Linked DNA regions of Sus scrofa: region 1 is linked to region 2. Evidence: chromatin contacts called from public Hi-C data. All regions are on one chromosome and are shown on one strand. The core of a region is the stretch at or near the end of the contact, and the rest is flanking DNA. Distances in the headings are between cores, read along the strand shown.

Region 1 (2,700 bases), core at 162-2,661, 160 kb after region 2:
TGCAGTTTTAAAAAATACCCCAACGCCCAAAGCTCAGTAAAGTTGGGAACCTGTTTAAAATAAGAAAGCTATTTATACAAGCCATAATTAAATAGGCCAAGAGGTTCTCTAGCTGCACAGTGCACAGCAAACCCAAGCTTGCACAGAAAAGAAACAAAGGACCAGAGTCCATCCAGCACAAAAAATAAATATGCTGCAGAGGCAGGGTGTGACCTCAGAGGGCAGGCCTCTGAATGCAGCAAAGGCTTTTTTGCACAACTGTAGTCACTGCTTGCGGTGGTGGTGGCACAAGGGGCCCCCACTCTCTTGGAGGAGTGGCTCTGAGTTGGCCTCACAAGCGCCAAGTGGTTTTTAAGCTGCAGTTGGTCCCCTGCTGGGTTGAGTGACAGGTTCAGAACCAGCCTCAGATGGACTGTCCCAGGTCTTTCGAAGGCAACACATCAGCTATTCACAAAATGTTGGTTCAAGCTGCAGATGATGGTGGGTACACTGGCAGAAGGCCATCAACTTGGCCAAGGTCTCCACGGTACTGTGGGAAAGCTAAGCACTCAAACCAAGATTCCAGACTGCTCTGGGTTCTTTGGTTAGTTTCTCCCATGTGGCAAACAAGCTATTTTTGATTATCCTTTCCAAAAAGGTAGGTGGATTCAAAGGTAATTTGCCCTGGAATAGTCCTCAGGCTGTGTGGCACACCTGTGAGGACAAGCATGAGGCTAGGAAGCCTCTGGGGTCCTGGCCATTTCCATTTTGATGCTGAGCACCTGTCAAAGCCTTGCCTGAGGAGATGCTGGAGCTTTCTACTAGAGGCAGCTGTTCCAGGAAAAAGCACAAGAGGTCCAGTGTTCATCATGCCCCAAGCCCTTATTAAAGTGACTAGAAGTGCTTAAGTCTCCTGTTTCAATGAAAGTTCCAAGCCCATCGCCAAAGTCATTTCCTCCCAGCCCTGCCCCATGGTTCTCTCTGCTGGTACACATGGGGTTTGAGCTGAAGTTGGCCTGGGGCTCCTGACCCACTCTTGAGCTCTCAAAACTGGCCAGACCAGGCTCGGGAATGGCGAGATGAAGCCTCGAGGTGTATGACTCGGCTTAGTCACCAGGCTACCTGAAGGACAGGCTGGGTCCAGCGCTCAGAACCTCAGCCACCCTGCCCAGCACCCTCCCCCTCATCCCTGGCCAAGGTGAGCCGCTTCGTGAGATACTCTGGTCACCCATGGAAGTACCTGGGCCTTGACTGTAGGTGCTGGCTTCTGTGAACAGGGCCCAAAGGGGCCACCACAGGCGAGCACTCGGTGGTGGTAGAAAACGGTAGAGAATAGGAAGATTATCTCCTTGTCTGACAAAAGGAAACAGGATTTATCTGCCCCAAAGGGAGACAGCTGCTGGGTGTCATGTGCAGGCTGAGCAGCAGGAAGTGGGCAGATGGGGTGTGGGGAATCTGGCAGGTAGGGAGGAGGGGCTGAGAAGTGAGCAAAGAGCAGATCTGTGAATTATGCCTGTTTACATTTGTGTTACCAAAGACGTCTGTTAAGAAGTCTCAATTTATAAAAGGGGTTCCTACCCTGATTATGATAATTAGTAAAAGCATCTGCAAGTTAGGCAGAAGCTCTTATTGATATAAACAAAGACAAGCTGTCAGCTGAGGAGTTAGCCCTAAAAGCTGACGCACAATCCTGCTTTTTGGTCGTGGGGCTGATGTTGCCCAGGATCTGGGCTCTGGCCTTCTGTACACAGACAACATTACAGGCCCGCCGTAGATGGGTTGTTTCCTGGGATTTGCTTCAGTTCTGATTCTTAGGGTAATGTTTTGAGCTTTGAGAGGCCAGGCTGAGTGAAGGGCTTTGCTCAAGGACAGCACTGCTCAGACAGAAGGGCCAGGAGGAAAGTGCAGTTGGAGGCCCCATGGAAATGGCTGAGTTCTGGAGCAGCCCCCAACTTCCTAGGGTAGGAAGGGGTAGGAGCACGACAGCTGGGATCTCAGGTGGACCCACGGGTGCCCCGAGCTCCTTTTCCTGGGAGGACTCACAGGGCCTGGCCAAGGCATCCTAGCTCTTGGTCACCTGGATGCCTGGCCCCCCGTTGGGCACAGGGGACCATGTTTCTCCACGGGCAGAAGTTGGGGTCCCCTCTGGCCTGAGAAACTCTCCATAGGAGGCCTGGAACCAACTGTACCCCCAGGTGAGGCTGATGGTTTCCTGAGTGTTTAAACCTTTGGCAAAGTGCCCCTCTGGGTGTGAGGACAATGGAAATGGTGCTTGAGCCTTTGCAAGCCATGGGGCTAAGAGTGACAGTGCACAGTGCTGAGTACACAGTGCTCGGGGCAGCGAAGCTCCGAGAAGCAGCCAAGGGCCTGTCTCCCAGGGTTGCATAGTTGACATTCATATTCAGAGCAGCTGTTTTTTTTCTTTTTCTTTTTAGTGCTTTATGTGACAGGTGAGGAAGAGTAGTGTTTCCTGTGGGTAATGTGAAACTATTAAAATCCAGGCTACGGGAAATCACTTCCATCATAGATCACAGGCCGGTCAACTGTTAAGTGATAAAATACTTTCTTGGAGACAAACCTGAGGAAACAGAAATGGAAAAAGAGGCTGTTACCCTGAGGGCTGAAAGCCCAAGGAGCAGCAGCAGCGGCAGTGACCTGGCCGGGGTGGGCACCGGCTGGCACGGGTGGCCTTTGGGCAGCGACATCTGCTCAGAGGCTGGG
Region 2 (2,700 bases), core at 5-2,504:
CTGATGTGTAGCAATGCTTCCAAACTGTAGGTGCCTACAGACCATCATTCTGATTTCCATCATGCCTGCAGACAGATGCTTTCAGAAAACAGATCCTTCCTACACTGTTGCTAGGAATGTAATTTGGGGCAGCTGCGATGGAAAACAGGACAGAGGGTCCTGAAAAGACAAACACTAGAGCTGCCCCATGATCCAGCGGTCCCACATGTGGGCATAGAGCGGGACAAAACTATCGATCCAAACCGCACAGGCCCCCCCACCCCCACGCCCAGGTCCAGAGCAGCACAAGTCACAACAGCCCGGGTGTGGAAGCAAGCTCGGTGTCCGTCCACAGATGCATGGATCAAGAAGACCTGCTCCTTAGGTCCAAGAGACTGGGGCTCAGCCATAAAAAGGAAGGAAACAGTGCCATTGGCAGCAACGTTGATCGACCTAGAAATTAGCATACCAAGTGAAGCACGCCAGCAGAGCAAGACAAATACCAGAGGCTATCCTTCCCGGGTGGAAGCACCAAAGAAGACAGACAACTGAACTTATTTACACAATAGAAACAGATGCACAAACCATGGCGACCAAACGGGAAAGGGGTGGAGGGCGATAAACTGGGAGGTTGCCATGAACTCATATGCACCACTAGAGGTACTCAACAAGGGCCTACTGTATGGCATGGGGGATGCTTTTCAGTGTGTTGGAAGAGCCTCTATGGGAAGGGAAAGGAATCCCAAAGAGATTTTGTATGTGTGTGTGACTATATATATTTACATGTGTATGTATGTGGATGTGTGTGTGTGTGTGTGTGTATAATACAATTGAATCTCTTGTGCTGTAACCTGAAACTCACCTGACATTGTAAATCAACAAGACGTCAATAAAGAATTAACAAATCAATCAATTATTCTAAACTGAAATACAACAAATATAGACTCTCACAATGAAGTGAGCAATTCCACAAGAGTATCTTTTTGACCATGGATCTGATACACTCGTGTATTTCTGGCACTGGTACACACACATTCACGCACACACAGGCACAAATAGATATGGAAAGCATCTTCACCCCTTGTGGGAAGGCTGACCCAGCTCTCTGGGCATTTCCCAGGGGAAGGGACTGAGGTCCCTGGGCTGGGATGTAACTTGCTTGAGGGCACCCAGACAGGGGAAGCCCCAGGCCCAGAACACAGACTGGAATCCTACCTGCAGTCTAGGGCCTTTGAAACTGCTCCCCGTGCTAGGAGAGGCAGCCGAGGTGGAGCGCCACCGGCGAAGGCGGCGACGGGAGCGCGCCAGGGTGAGCCTGGCAGAGTGGCAGCCATAGCGCCCTGCCTCTCCTGGACCTGCGCCCCTGCTGCCTCTGACCTCTCAGACGCCTGGGCCCTAGGCCACAAAAACTCACGTGCACGTGAACACCTGGGATCCCTGAAACCACGGCGAACACAGTGTTTCCATTTTCCTGTCCCTTCACGCCGCCGCTCGCCCCCCACTTGCCTTGATCCACACCGGTGTAAAGAACGGGCTGCAGAGCAAAGGGAGCATGGCACTACCGCTGTGTGGCCACCAGGCGGCGCTGTGCTCATAGCAAGCTGCTCTGGGATCAGGCTGCTTCAAAGACGCCGCCACTCCCCCTCCCAGGCACCTTCTGTCTCTCGCGCCGTGCCCTGCACCCCACACCCACCACCCTGGGGTCTGCTCCTCTCTTTCTCCTGAAAAACCCACGGTCTGAGGTGCCCCCTACACCGGCATTTCCTAGGGAACCAACTGCTCCCACTTTTCTTTGGACCTTTAGCACTGAACTTGCCACTGCCCTGCAAAGCCTTGGGCCCAGGAGATGAGGGAGAGTCGGTCACCCTAACATCCGTGTCCATATGACCTTGATTGCTTGGGGCTGGCTGTTGGCAGCTGCGGGGCAGGGGCGAGGTGAGGATTCAAAGGACTTCCTGGATCACCAGGCTTTTGCAAACACTACAAATTATAAGCTCCTCTTTGAGATTTACTCTTGTCACCCTGGCTCTGAGAAATCCTGCAAAAAGACATTTCAGCCCTTTTCTGTCCTGCCCTGAAATTCTTTGATCGTGGAAAACCCACAAGGTTGAGTCAAACCCTAGTGCCTCCAGGGACACACTGGGAGATACCAGGTAAGGGGCCTGGCTCCTAGAGTGTATGCCATCTGGTATGTCCCTACCACACATACACACGTGCGCACGGACATATGCACACACACACACAGACACAAACACAGGCACAAACACAACCCTCTCTCACCAGTCCCTCCTCACCATTTTTGAGGGAGGATCTGGAAGAACTGCGGAAGAGGGAGGGCAGGGGTACAGCCTTCCCATCAGACTCACATTCGAGCGAGGTTTGCAAAGTGCCATGAGCCTCTGACTCCTGGATGGCTTCCAAGGTAGGATCGAATTCCATGGACCTGGGTTGTCTGGGGGACATGTCTGGGCTCCATGTCTCAGCTGCTCTCTGGTAAGGTGGCTGCTACCCTCTGGAACCCTACTCCGATGAGCAAGGCTCTCTAGACCACCGAACCTCAGACCGTGGTTCCTCAGAATCCCCTGCCAACTTGTTTGAAGTGTGAATGCTTTGTCCCCTTACCCTCCCCACATGCTCAATCAGAGCCCGTGGGTGGCGCCCCCTGGTGGTTCAGCTGCGAGGCCAAGATGGGAAGAAGTTTCCAGGCCAGTGGTTCTTAGC

Evidence for each region. Hi-C and Micro-C count contacts between places; a contact is called where the count stands out from the background.
Region 1: a Hi-C map of omental adipose tissue shows a contact between it and region 2, with 1.8 times the contacts expected there. The contact joins two enhancer-like sites. A contact is called at or near these places in 1 of 5 promoter capture datasets (liver) and 22 of 47 Hi-C or Micro-C datasets (alveolar macrophages, blood, brain and 10 more).

Annotation. Positions count from the first base shown.
Region 1 is chr13:29,068,255-29,070,954 of Sscrofa11.1, forward strand. It overlaps a transcript of FYCO1 not described here. Among named protein-coding and RNA genes, the nearest start is that of CXCR6, 26 kb to the right of the region's middle. Within about 2 kb of position 1,412, at least 16 of the 83 cell types and tissues checked have an H3K27ac peak or open chromatin away from gene starts, as enhancers often do. A contact at or near this core is called in omental adipose tissue, where this site is marked.
Region 2 is chr13:28,905,612-28,908,311 of Sscrofa11.1, forward strand. It overlaps SACM1L (phosphatidylinositide phosphatase SAC1), which reads left to right. Exons shown (of 22, transcript XR_002337509.1): 22 at 1-892. All of the region lies in intron 9 of SLC6A20 (sodium- and chloride-dependent transporter XTRP3), which reads right to left. Among named protein-coding and RNA genes, the nearest start is that of SLC6A20, 38 kb to the right of the region's middle. Within about 2 kb of position 1,255, at least 9 of the 83 cell types and tissues checked have an H3K27ac peak or open chromatin away from gene starts, as enhancers often do. A contact at or near this core is called in omental adipose tissue, where this site is marked.